2 separate regions of the Mus musculus genome follow, and region 1 is linked to region 2. Evidence: chromatin contacts called from public Hi-C data. All regions are on one chromosome and are shown on one strand. Each heading gives the region's core, a stretch centred on a gene start, on an enhancer-like site or on the middle of the called end of the contact. The rest is flanking DNA. Distances are from core to core; before and after follow the strand shown. Region 1 overlaps Pik3c2a (phosphatidylinositol-4-phosphate 3-kinase catalytic subunit type 2 alpha). Region 2 overlaps Plekha7 (pleckstrin homology domain containing, family A member 7).

Evidence for each region. Hi-C and Micro-C count contacts between places; a contact is called where the count stands out from the background.
Region 1: a Hi-C map of CD4 T cells shows a contact between it and region 2, with 3 times the contacts expected there. The contact joins two enhancer-like sites. A contact is called at or near these places in 3 of 484 Hi-C or Micro-C datasets (CD4 T cells, erythroblasts and nephron progenitors) and 1 of 9 other capture datasets (adipose tissue).

What each region holds. Positions count from the first base shown.
Region 1 is chr7:116,407,754-116,413,036 of GRCm38.p6, reverse strand. The region is part of intron 2 of Pik3c2a (phosphatidylinositol-4-phosphate 3-kinase catalytic subunit type 2 alpha); the gene reads left to right. Among named protein-coding and RNA genes, the nearest start is that of Gm40453, 24 kb to the left of the region's middle. Within about 2 kb of position 3,411, at least 71 of the 459 cell types and tissues checked have an H3K27ac peak or open chromatin away from gene starts, as enhancers often do.
Region 2 is chr7:116,228,751-116,234,388 of GRCm38.p6, reverse strand. The region is part of intron 3 of Plekha7 (pleckstrin homology domain containing, family A member 7); the gene reads left to right. Among named protein-coding and RNA genes, the nearest start is that of Gm44867, 60 kb to the left of the region's middle. Within about 2 kb of position 2,973, at least 67 of the 459 cell types and tissues checked have an H3K27ac peak or open chromatin away from gene starts, as enhancers often do.

The sequences.
Region 1 (5,283 bases), core at 2,162-4,661, 180 kb before region 2:
CCTGACGCCCTGATGCCAAGGACCTACATGATGGAAAGAGAGATTAGATTTCCTCAAATTGCTCTTTGGTCTCCACACACACATTGGCTGGAGTGTGTGAGCACACACAAAATTTTAGATGATTTACAAATGAAGTTAATGTAATTTTAAAGCCAAATGAGGTGTTGTGATTAGGGAGAGTTATGGATGAAGTAAGACTGGCCACTTGATAATAGCTGTTGAAGCCAGATAGCCAGGCATTTTACATTATTTTCCTTTTGTGTGTATTTCAGATTTTCCATAGTAACATTTTATTTGTCCAGGGGAAGGGAAGGGAATTACTTGTTAAAAGCAAAGATCTGGTGTCAGGATGTTTGGAAGTAATAAGCTCCTTGTTACAGAAGATACTCAAACATGTACTAGAAAGCCAGCTCCATAGATCTGCTTGCATGTCATTATGCCCTGCACAAAGCTCAGGCCACTCAATTCTCATTTGGAATTAGGATGAAATAATGTGGAGTTTGAAGGGAAAAATAGTTTTTCAAAACTTCTCCTAAATTCTCCTGATGATACCTAACTCCCTTGAACTCTCTTGATGGAGGACTTGAAAGTTTTCTTACTCCTTAGAGGAGTCTATGAAGCTAGGGGTGTGGGAAGACAGATAGCAAACTAGAGCACTCTGGGAATAGTTTCTGTAAGGCCACTAAACCATGATTAGATTGCAAAGACTAGTCACTTTCCAGCCTTGCCTTGATGAGGAAAAGAGTATGATATTTATGAATGTCTGCCTCTGTGAATCTTTTCCTGCTTGTTTTAAATATCAGTACCTTCCTGATATTTTCCTGTGTGGTTTCCTTCAGAAAGCATTGTGACAAAATGATGAGAATAAGTAGTTTCCTGAATATAAGGTTTGCCGCTGTCTGAGCCATCTGGTCTAGTAGTTGTCACAAACTTCAGAGATTAACTATTGAAGCTGCTCCGCATAAGCAGGGTTTGTTGTTTCTTTGCCCTGTTGGTGACAAGGATTGATCCTAAGGTCTCACACCTGCTAGATAAGTGTCCTACCACTGAGCTGCCTCCCTAGTCCTTTTGTATGTATCCCTAGCCTTTTAAAAGTTTTTCATTCTAGCTAAGGCTTCAGACTTCTGCTATCCCCTTTCCTTAGCTTCCCATGTGTTGAGATTACCAGTGTGAACCATCACACCTGACTTCGGGCAGTGTCATGTTTTAAATTAGTTAAATTGAGGTAGGATTAAAGAATAAGGAAACGGGTTAGTGAGAACTGTAGGTCAAAGCCAAGTAGGTAAAAGTAGCACAATTAGCTGACCTTAGCTAGTGCTGAGCACCCACGGCTTGACTGGTAGCACACCATTTACCCTGAAGTAGCTTAATCTATCTGCCAGGCCTTAGAGTAACTGCATGTGGCTGAGTAGGCATAATGTTGTTTATCCTCCTATTGTACACAACTATTGGAGCACATTCTCAGAGGGGTGCCAGCAAACCTGTGTCATAAAAAAGAAGTCTTCAGGATCTACAAGTTAAGGCATCTGAGACCTGTTGACAAAATTACATTTTTTCCCCAGAAAAAGAGAATATTAATTATATTTAAAGTTACTATTTTGGTCTGAAGGATTTTTATTTGTTTGTTTGTCTGGTTGGTTGGTTTGGTCTTTTTGTGGTAGTTTTGCTAATGCTATATAGGCTAGGATGGCATGGTACTTGATCCTCCTCTCTCTGCTTCCCCAAGACTGGGATTAACAGACTCGCAATACCATGCCTGGCCTTGATCACATTTCTTAACTTATGAACTAGTCATACTAGATATTTATGAGATCCCTTTATTTAAAATAACATAATATATAATATTACATATGTATATAATATAAAGTTTCGAAAGTTGCCATTTAAAAGAGGATGCTAGCTTTTTTGTAGGGTGTGTGTGTGTGTGTGTGTGTATTGTTGTGGTGGTGGTGGTGGTAGTTGTGCTTGTGCTAGGGATTGAAGACAGTGCATTGTGCATGCTACTGAGCTGCATTCCTTAGGAGGTTTTGTATTTTGAATGTGTATTTTCAAACTAATGCATAGAATAGGATCTCTGGAAAGGTATGGTGTTCTTGTAAAGCAATGAAATAGTAGTATAACAAATTTTCAATCCTATTAAATATTTTAAGTTTTCCTTTGTGTATGTTAGGGTAATAAAACAGTGCGAGATTTGTGTTAAGACAAGTGTTTGCTGCTGAAAGTTATATTTTATAGAAAATGCCCAAATCAAGCAGATTCTACCTTTTTTCCATGTAAATTAAGAGACTAGTATAGTAACTTAGTTTTACATCTCAGTATCCATAAAAGTATAACAAGTTCAGATGGGGAAGAAAATTCAAATAGGAAAGTTTAATAATCTAATTATCTACAAGGAATCTATAGCTATTTCATAATAGTGATACAGGTTGCAAACATAATTATTAGAAGCATTCAATCTAAGTTTGATGTACAAAAAAGATTTTCATATCAAAGTTTCAAGCCTAGTTCCTAAAAAGTTTTAAATTTTAATTTACTATTTGTGTATATGTAAATGTGCATGAGTTTCTGCAGGAGTCCATTCTCCTTCTATATGAATCCCATGTATCTAACTCAGGTGGTTAGACTTGGCAGTAAGCACCGTTACCTTCTAAGTTATCTTACCTATCCCTTACTAATGTTTTTGAGATAGGGACTTGATATGTAGTTCAGGCTAGCCTCACTCTTTTTTTTTTCTTTTAAGATTTATATATTTTAGAAATGTGAGTACATATTCAGTGTCTTCAGACACACCAGAAGAGGGTATTGGATTCCATTACAAATGGTTTTGAGTCACCATGTGGTTGTGGTTGCTAGGAATTGAACTCCAGGACCTCTGGAAGAACAGTCAGTGCTCTTAACTGCTGAGCCATCTCTCCAGCCCCCAATCTTTTCTAGATACCAAGATCTCATAAAGTTTGTGAAATCTTATGCTGATTTTACTTGTACACTGTGAATTCAATCCCCAGAACCTGTGTAGAGATGGAAAGAGAGAACTGACCCCACAGTGTTGTCCTCTGACCTCCACACATGCACAGTGACATTCATGTGCACACGTGTGCACGCGCACGCACACACACACACACACACACACATACTGACATCATACATATGTATTATAATAAGAAAGTTTGGTTATGTAACCCAAAAGGTTAAAAAAAAAAAAAAGGTAAAGAGAGCACCAATTATGGGCAGGTTTTGGAAAACATTGGAGTGGGTCTTTCATGTGCTCACATACTGCTCAGTCTCAGCCTACTCACAAGTATTTCCCTGAAGCTTATGCTTTCTGTTGGGAAACAGCATTGCAAATACCTATTCTCTATAATTACTGCATGTACTTATGTGTTCATTTCCTGTTAGAAATTCTGTGTGTTAAAAACCCCACTCTAACGGATATTTTTCTCCTTACTCAGCAGGCCTACTTCCTGCTTCCTCTTAGTGTCTTTTGTTTGGTTAATAATAATCTAAATACTTAAGTGCAGTTTTTGTGTGAGATCAAAACCAGGAAAGGAACAGCTTTAAAAAGCTGTTTTGGTACTTTAAGCTTAAATCAGATGTGGTGGTCAATAACTGTTTTAGTTAATTTGAACAGATTTCAGATATTTTAGAGGAGAGATTAGATGGCATTCATAAAAGTGGTTTTGAAAGTTGGATATGATAGCACATAATTAAAATATTTGAGGCTAGAGAGATGGCTCCATGGTTAAGAGCATTTATTGTCCTTCAGAGGACCTGGTTTGGTTCCCAGCATCCATGTGGTAACTGACAGCTATCTGTAACAGAAATGTTTTGAATACTTGGTCATAGGCAGTGGCACTGTTAGGAATTGTGGTCTTGTTGGAGGAAGTGTGTCACTATAGAGGTGGGCTTTGAGGTCTCCATATGCTCAACCTATGCCCAGTGTGGCACAGTCTCCTGCTACCTGTAGATCAAGATATAAACTCTCAGCTCCTTCTCTAGCACCTTTGTTTGCCTGTTCACCACCGTGTTTCCCATCATGATTATAATAGACTAAACCTCTGAAACTGTAAGCTAGCCTCAGTTAAATGTTTTCCTTTATAAGAGTTGCTGTGGTCATGGTGTCTCTTCACAGCAATAAAACTTTTAACTAAGACATTCCAGTTCCAGGGCATTTGATTCCCTCTTCTGGCCTCCTCAGGCACCAGGCATTAATAAGTATGCAGGTAGAAAATACATGTACTTAAAATAAAAATGATAATAGTTAAAATAAATACAAATCCCAGTACTTGGAACACTAAGAAGATCAAGGCAGTGTCTGAGGCCAGCCTAGATTATATAGTGAATTTGGGGTTAGCCTGTACTGTAGTATAGCAACATTCTATTTTAGAAACAACAATGTGGTTTTATAAGTGTGTCACTTGATGTTTCTAAAAGTTTATTAGCAGCCTAACTTTATATATTATTGGCAGAATGTCCAACATCAATTTCATTTTATTTCTTTGAGGCAAGGTCTCATGTACCCTTGAACTCATCGTACAGCTGCTAGACCTTAACTCCTGACTTCCTCCCTCTACCTCCCAAATGCCGGGATTATAAGCATGCTATTTTCAGCCATTTCTTACCTTACCCCTCCTTTTCCCTCATTAATTTTAAAGAAGAAAGATTCAAAATATTCTTATTGTATAGGAAGCAATGCATTTAGTTCTGAAAAGTAATATATTTAGAATGCATTTGCTATAGGTTTTTTTTTTCAGAATTGCTTTTATCCCATTTAATTTCTGAGTAATGTATGAGGAACTTTAAAACTTGTATTGGCATGTAGTTTTCCCATACAGTATATAAATATATTTTTTTCCAAGACAAGGTTTCACTCTGTAGCCAATGCTGGGTGGTTTCCTAATTATATACCCTGGGCTGACTTGTAGAATCCTCCTGCTGTAGTCTCAGTAGTCTTATATCCAATGCTAAGATTATAGGTGTGGGCCACTAGGTATGGCTTCCCTTTTAATATTCTTTTGTTGTTTTGAGTCAGGGTTTCTCTATGTAATCCTGACTGGCCAGGAACTTTTTGTATAGACCATGATTGCCTTGAACTCACAGAGCTCTACCTGCTTCTGTCTCTGTAAAGTGCTAAGAGTACTGCGATTAAAGGTGTGTGCCACTGGTCCCAACCCATGCAGTATTCTTGACATTTTTTTTTTTTTAAATCAGAGAATATACTGATAGATTTTTGTTCTAAAATATATCCCATTTCTTCTAAGGGCCAATGCCCTCACAGATGCTTTG
Region 2 (5,638 bases), core at 1,724-4,223:
TATCGTTTACATTTTATTGATGAAGCAGTTGAGCTGTTAGGAATTATTTTGATTTTGTTTGCCTCTTGGAGAGGCAAACAATTATCAAAAATTATTTTGATTTTGTTTGCCTCTTGGAAACCACCATTTGAGAGCCTCTAAATTCAAGTTTCCTCAAATATGTTTGTGTACCCTTCTTCATTGGCCTGTTCTGCTGTTGTAGGGGAAATAAGGTATAAAGCTGTAGGATGTTCTTTTTTTTTGGTTTTTCGAGACAGGGTTTCTCTGTGTAGCCCTGGCTGTCCTGGAACTCACTCTGTAGACTAGGCTGGCCTTGAACTCAGAAATCCACCTGCCTCTGCCTCCCAAGTGCTGGGATTAAAGGTGTGCGCCACCACGCCCAGCTTGGCTGTAGGATGTTCTTACTAGTCCCTTGTTCAGATCCACCATGGGGCTCAGCGTTCACAAAGGTTGGTCCCAGCTCTCTGACTCCTTAGGTGAGATCTTCTGTCTCATTGCCGTTGCTTCCCACAACCCAGTGTGCACTGAGGTCTGAAGTTCCCCAAATGTTAGAGAGGGAAAAAAAATGTCAGCAAGAAGAAAGGAACAGAACACCTGGGGAAGACAACGGCTTGTGGCTGGTAGTGGTTTCAACTTGGAGTTGCTCACTAACATTGAGTTATGTTCATAGCCTCCAATTCATTTTTGTTAGTTTGGAAGTATGCTCCTAAGAAAAGGCTGCCGCCTTGTGGGCTATTCTCTCTTAACGATCCGAGCAACATTATAAAGGTGTGACTCGAAGCCATGCATTCTGAGTTGGAAGGAAAAGTAACAGCAACTGCTGGGCCTCCCTCCAGGCACAGGAAGTTAGGAGCTCTAGAAGGATGGAGATTCCACAGCCTGCTGTTGGGTCCTCACCTCACAGCAGCCTGATGATGTCATCAGATCAGGTGCCCGTCCTTCATCTTACAGCAGGGTGCAGTGACTTGCCTGACGCCAGGTGTCCAGATCTGTGCTGGTGACACATGGGCAGTGTCAGGTCTGGCCTGGCTCAGCAGCAGGCAGTCTTGTTTAATTATTTTTTTTCAATTATATGTTGTAAAACTTAAATATTACAGAAGGAGATAAAGAGGGAGAACTGTGGATACGAGTGGAGATAAGCACTTTGCATTTCGGTGGAGTGTTTTAAACTTTTTTTTCTCTTGAGGAAGATGGGAGCATTTGTTTTTGTTGGGGGAGATTGGGTTGTTATCCGTCTCTGGGCAGCTATAGTTTTGTAAGCCTTTCTTCCTTACGAAGTCAGATCACCCTTGACTCAGCACTGTGGGCAGAGAGGAAGGTGATCAAGAGATTCAGAGCTGAGGCTGTGTGTGCTCTGCCAGTGACTGCAGACGCACAGTGTGCATTGGCTGGTTTTATGTGTCAACTTGACACAAGCTAGAGAGGAAGGAGCCTCAGTTGAAATGCCTCCGTGAGATCCAGCTGTAAGGCGGTTTCTCAATTAGTGATCAATGGGGAGGGCCCAGCCCATTGTGGGTAGGGTCACCCTTGGGCTAGTGGCCATAAGAAAGCAGGCTGAGCAAGCCACGGGGAGCAGTTCAGTAAACAGCATATCTCCACGGCCTCTGCATCAGCTCCTGCCTCCAGGTTCCAGCCCTGCTTGAATTCCTGTCCTGATTCCCTCAAATGAAACCCAATAAACCCTTTCTTCCCCAATTTGCTTTTTTGATCATGGTATTTTGTTGAACCAATAGAAACCCACACTAAGGCACAGTGACAGCCATTATCCACTGCTCACCTCTGCTTCAGGTGCTCCATGGATGGCCCACATGCTGTCCCTAGTTGGCCTTGAGAACTGGCTACTGTCCGTTTTATAATTGTAGGAACCCAGAGATTGAATGCCTTGCCTAAGGTGATAAAGTCTAAGGTATAAACCCAAGCTGACATTCAAGTCTAGATTGTCTCATTACAGACTCAACTAGATACCTTCCCCAGCGACTCCAACTGTAGCAAAGCCCAGAGCTCTCAAATCGCATGGTCTTTGAGACTGAAGGAGCTGGCATTCATCCTTCCATATTTTTCCTCTTTGGTGTTAATTCTAGTTGTCTACACGTCTGAGGGGTCTTCATATAACCTGCTCAACTGCACATAGAAAATATTTGGAAAGTATTATTTATCCAAAACATGTGTAGACACCCCCCCATACTTGTTATCCCCTGAAAAGTACAGTATAGCAAGTTTACACAACATTTCCATTGCAGAGCTATTTAAAGCAATCTATAGGTAGATTAAAGCATATGGGAGGAATGGGGAGGGGCTGATATTGTGCCGTTTCATGTAGGTGGCTGCCTCAGGAGGTCCTGGAACCAATCCCCTGAGACACTGAGGGGTAACTAAACTATGTCGGGTGACATTCGGGCCTTTTTTCCTTGGTTTTCAAGACAGGGTTTCCCTGTGTAGCTCTGGCTGTCTGGAACCCGCTCTGTAAACCAGGCTGGCCTCAAACTCACAAGAGGTCCACCTGGAATTAAAGACGTGAGCCACCACACTCCACTGACATTTGTCTTTTTAAAGACATTCTCAGCTTGGCTTATTCTGCTTGTTTGGGTTACTCAATGATATATCAGACTCTGAGAACTGGAAGGGATTGACAAGTCTATTAGTGGGGAAACTGAGTTTCAGAACTGACCGAGCATACAGAACCATTTCTAGTTGATCCAGGACCAGAACTTAGGCTCCCCTCCTATCCGTGACCCAGGGGTGTCTGTCATACAGGGCACATACTTTTATTTTAGGGGTATTTCTCACATAGGTTTGAAGAACAACACAGCTAAAACGTTAAACTCCTCATTTGTCGTTTATCATCACTTTGGATGTGGTTAGAGTCTATACTGTCTATTTAGAGAAAAAAAGTGGAAGTACGGGTTGGGCAGGGCCTTGGCTGAGATTTCAGAGGCGGTGTGTGGGTGAGCTGTGTGTGGTAAGTGCTCTCCCAGTGAGGGACTTGCCCAGCTGCCTTTAGTATTTCAGGGACCGGAAGAAGGAAGTGGCTCTGGTGAACATATTCTGTTTCCTGGGTGCCTTACCCATGAGTCAATGAGTGAGAGTGGGCTCATTGTGTGTGTTCAGAAAGCCCAAGGTCAGAGAGCAAGGGGAAATGGAGCTGGGGTTCAGGTCTCAGCTTGCTCTCATTTCCCACAGGTTGTATGCTGGGGAGCCCGCCATCCTCGAGGCTCTGAAGTCTGTTAGGACCTGACTGCTCCAGTACCCGGCTCAGGTGGCAATGGAGGAGGCTGGGTTGCTAGGCTGCCATCATAGCCTGTTAGTTTAAAGCTTCCTTTTGATAGTCTTTCAAAGACTGGAATTTATCAAATCTGACTCATGCAGTTAAGTGATAGAGAACACTTATCCTGCTGCCATGTGCCTGGCGTTCACATTGTGTGGTGACGCCACAAGGCTCCAGGAAAACGTGGTCTGTGCCTGTCAGTTTCTTTAAAGGGCAGTTGTCACATGCCTTTTGAGACCCAGTCATATGCCTGCATTTTCAGCATTCAGATAATCAACCAGAGCCTATGCACTTAGAGCAGCCAGGGGAGGAAGAAGAGGAGGAAGAGGAAGAGGAAGAGTGAGCTGCTGCCTCCTTAGCTGAAGAGACCCAGAGCTGTAGACTGTAGAGGGAAAGAACCATCGGGGTCTGCTTTGGGGATGCAGGCCAGAACAATGGGTCTAAGGTTTGTCCCCTTCCTAGCCCTGCCAAGAAAGTGCTGCCACTTCCGGGTGTAGTGGCACTGACCAGAGTGTGCCTCATCCTTGTCGGGGTAGTGTCTTGCTGACCAGAGTGTACCTCATTACAATGATTAGCTCACATCACCAGCACAGAATAAATGGTTTCACTGTGACGTTTCCATAGTGCCTGCCACCTTGCTCTCATTGTCTTAAACATGAAGCATCACTGTCCGTGTGCTACACATAGGTGCTGTGACAGCTGGACCCAATGGCCCTAAGACGCCCAGGTTCTAGTCCCAGAACCCATGGGCGTGCTGACTGTCTAGGTAATGTGGAAGGGAAGGGCTTTGGATTACCTGGTGCCCAGAGAGCCAGAGCCTCAGGAGAGGAGGTGTGTCACGTGGTTGGAGGGATGTGGGCTCTGACTCTGGGAACATGGGCAGCCTCTGCGGAGTGACAGAGGTAGGGATGATTTTTGCCCTCACCCTTCCGGTCAATGGAGCAGACTTCATATTTGTGATCTCTGGAGCTTTACACGCACGAGCGTGGGTATGCGGGGTATGTCTGTGTGGACGAGTTTTAGTTACTCTTCTACTGGTGGGCCTTTATCTATACTATATACATTTATTAATCCATAGAGGAAGTCAGGCTTGTTTATGAGAAAAGTAAGGTGTGCAGTAAACTGTCTTTTTGTAAGAATAAAAAATTAAATTTAGTAAAATTTAGACCTTTTAAAATTTATTATTGATACTATTATTTTGAGATAGAGTCTTAGTATTTGGCCCAGGTTGGCCTCAAACTCACACTTCTAGCCCAGTGGTTCTCAACCTGTGGGTGGAGAACCCTTTGGGAAGGTTGTTGAACAACCCTTTCACAAGGGTAGCACATCAGATATCCTGCACTATTGTTTTTTTTTTTTTTTTAGATTTATTTATTTATTATATGTAAGTACACTGTAGCTGTCTTCAGACACAGCAGAAGAGGGCATCAGATCTTGTTACAGATGGTTGTGAGCCACCATGTGGTTGCTGGGATTTGAACTCCAGACCTTCAGAAGAGCAGTCGGGTGCTCTTACACACTGAGCCATCTCACCAGCCCCTGCACTATTGTTTATAACAGTAGCAAGAAATGTAAATGAAGAAAATACCTAATTAAAAAAAATATATAAAAGATTCTGTGTGTGTGTGTGTGTGTGTGTGAGAGAGAGAGAGAGAGAGCGAGAGAGAATATATATGTCTGTGGTGGCCAGAGGCATTGGATACTGGTGGAGCTAGGGTTATAGGTGCCTGTGAGCAGCCACCCAGAGTGGGTTGATGACGGAAACCAACCACACTCACGTTCTCTGTAAGAGCAGGGTGGCTGTTAACCTCACAGCCATCTCCAGCCTTGCAAATGCTTTTTGTCACATTGATTTCTATATTCTAGTAAGTAGACCTCCCAACCGAAAAAGTGAATTGTTTTGTGTGAGGGTGGTGGTGGTGGTGGTGGTGGTGGTGGTGGTGGTGTTGGTGTGTGTGTGTGTGTGTGTGTGTCCTCCACATGACATGGTTATATGTAGATCAGAGGACATCTTGTGTGAGTTGGGTCTGTCATTCCATCATGTAGGCCCTGGTCTAGAACTCAGGTTGGGGTTGGTGGCGAATGCCTTTGCCTACTGAACTATCATCTCCCCAGCCTAGCCCTCTGTTTATATATTGCAGACCCCTATCCTCATGTGACATTTAACACAATTTATAAGAAACTATATTATTGACTTAGTATGTTTGTGGGTTTTTTCACTTATGTGTTTTTTAGACATGGTTGTACTACACAGTCCTGGCTGGCTTGGAGGTAGCTATATAGCTGGCCTTGCATTTTCTGCAGTCTGCTTGCTTCAGTTACAGCGTGCTGGGATGATGGGTGTGTGTCGCCGTGCTGGTCTGGGTTAGTTTT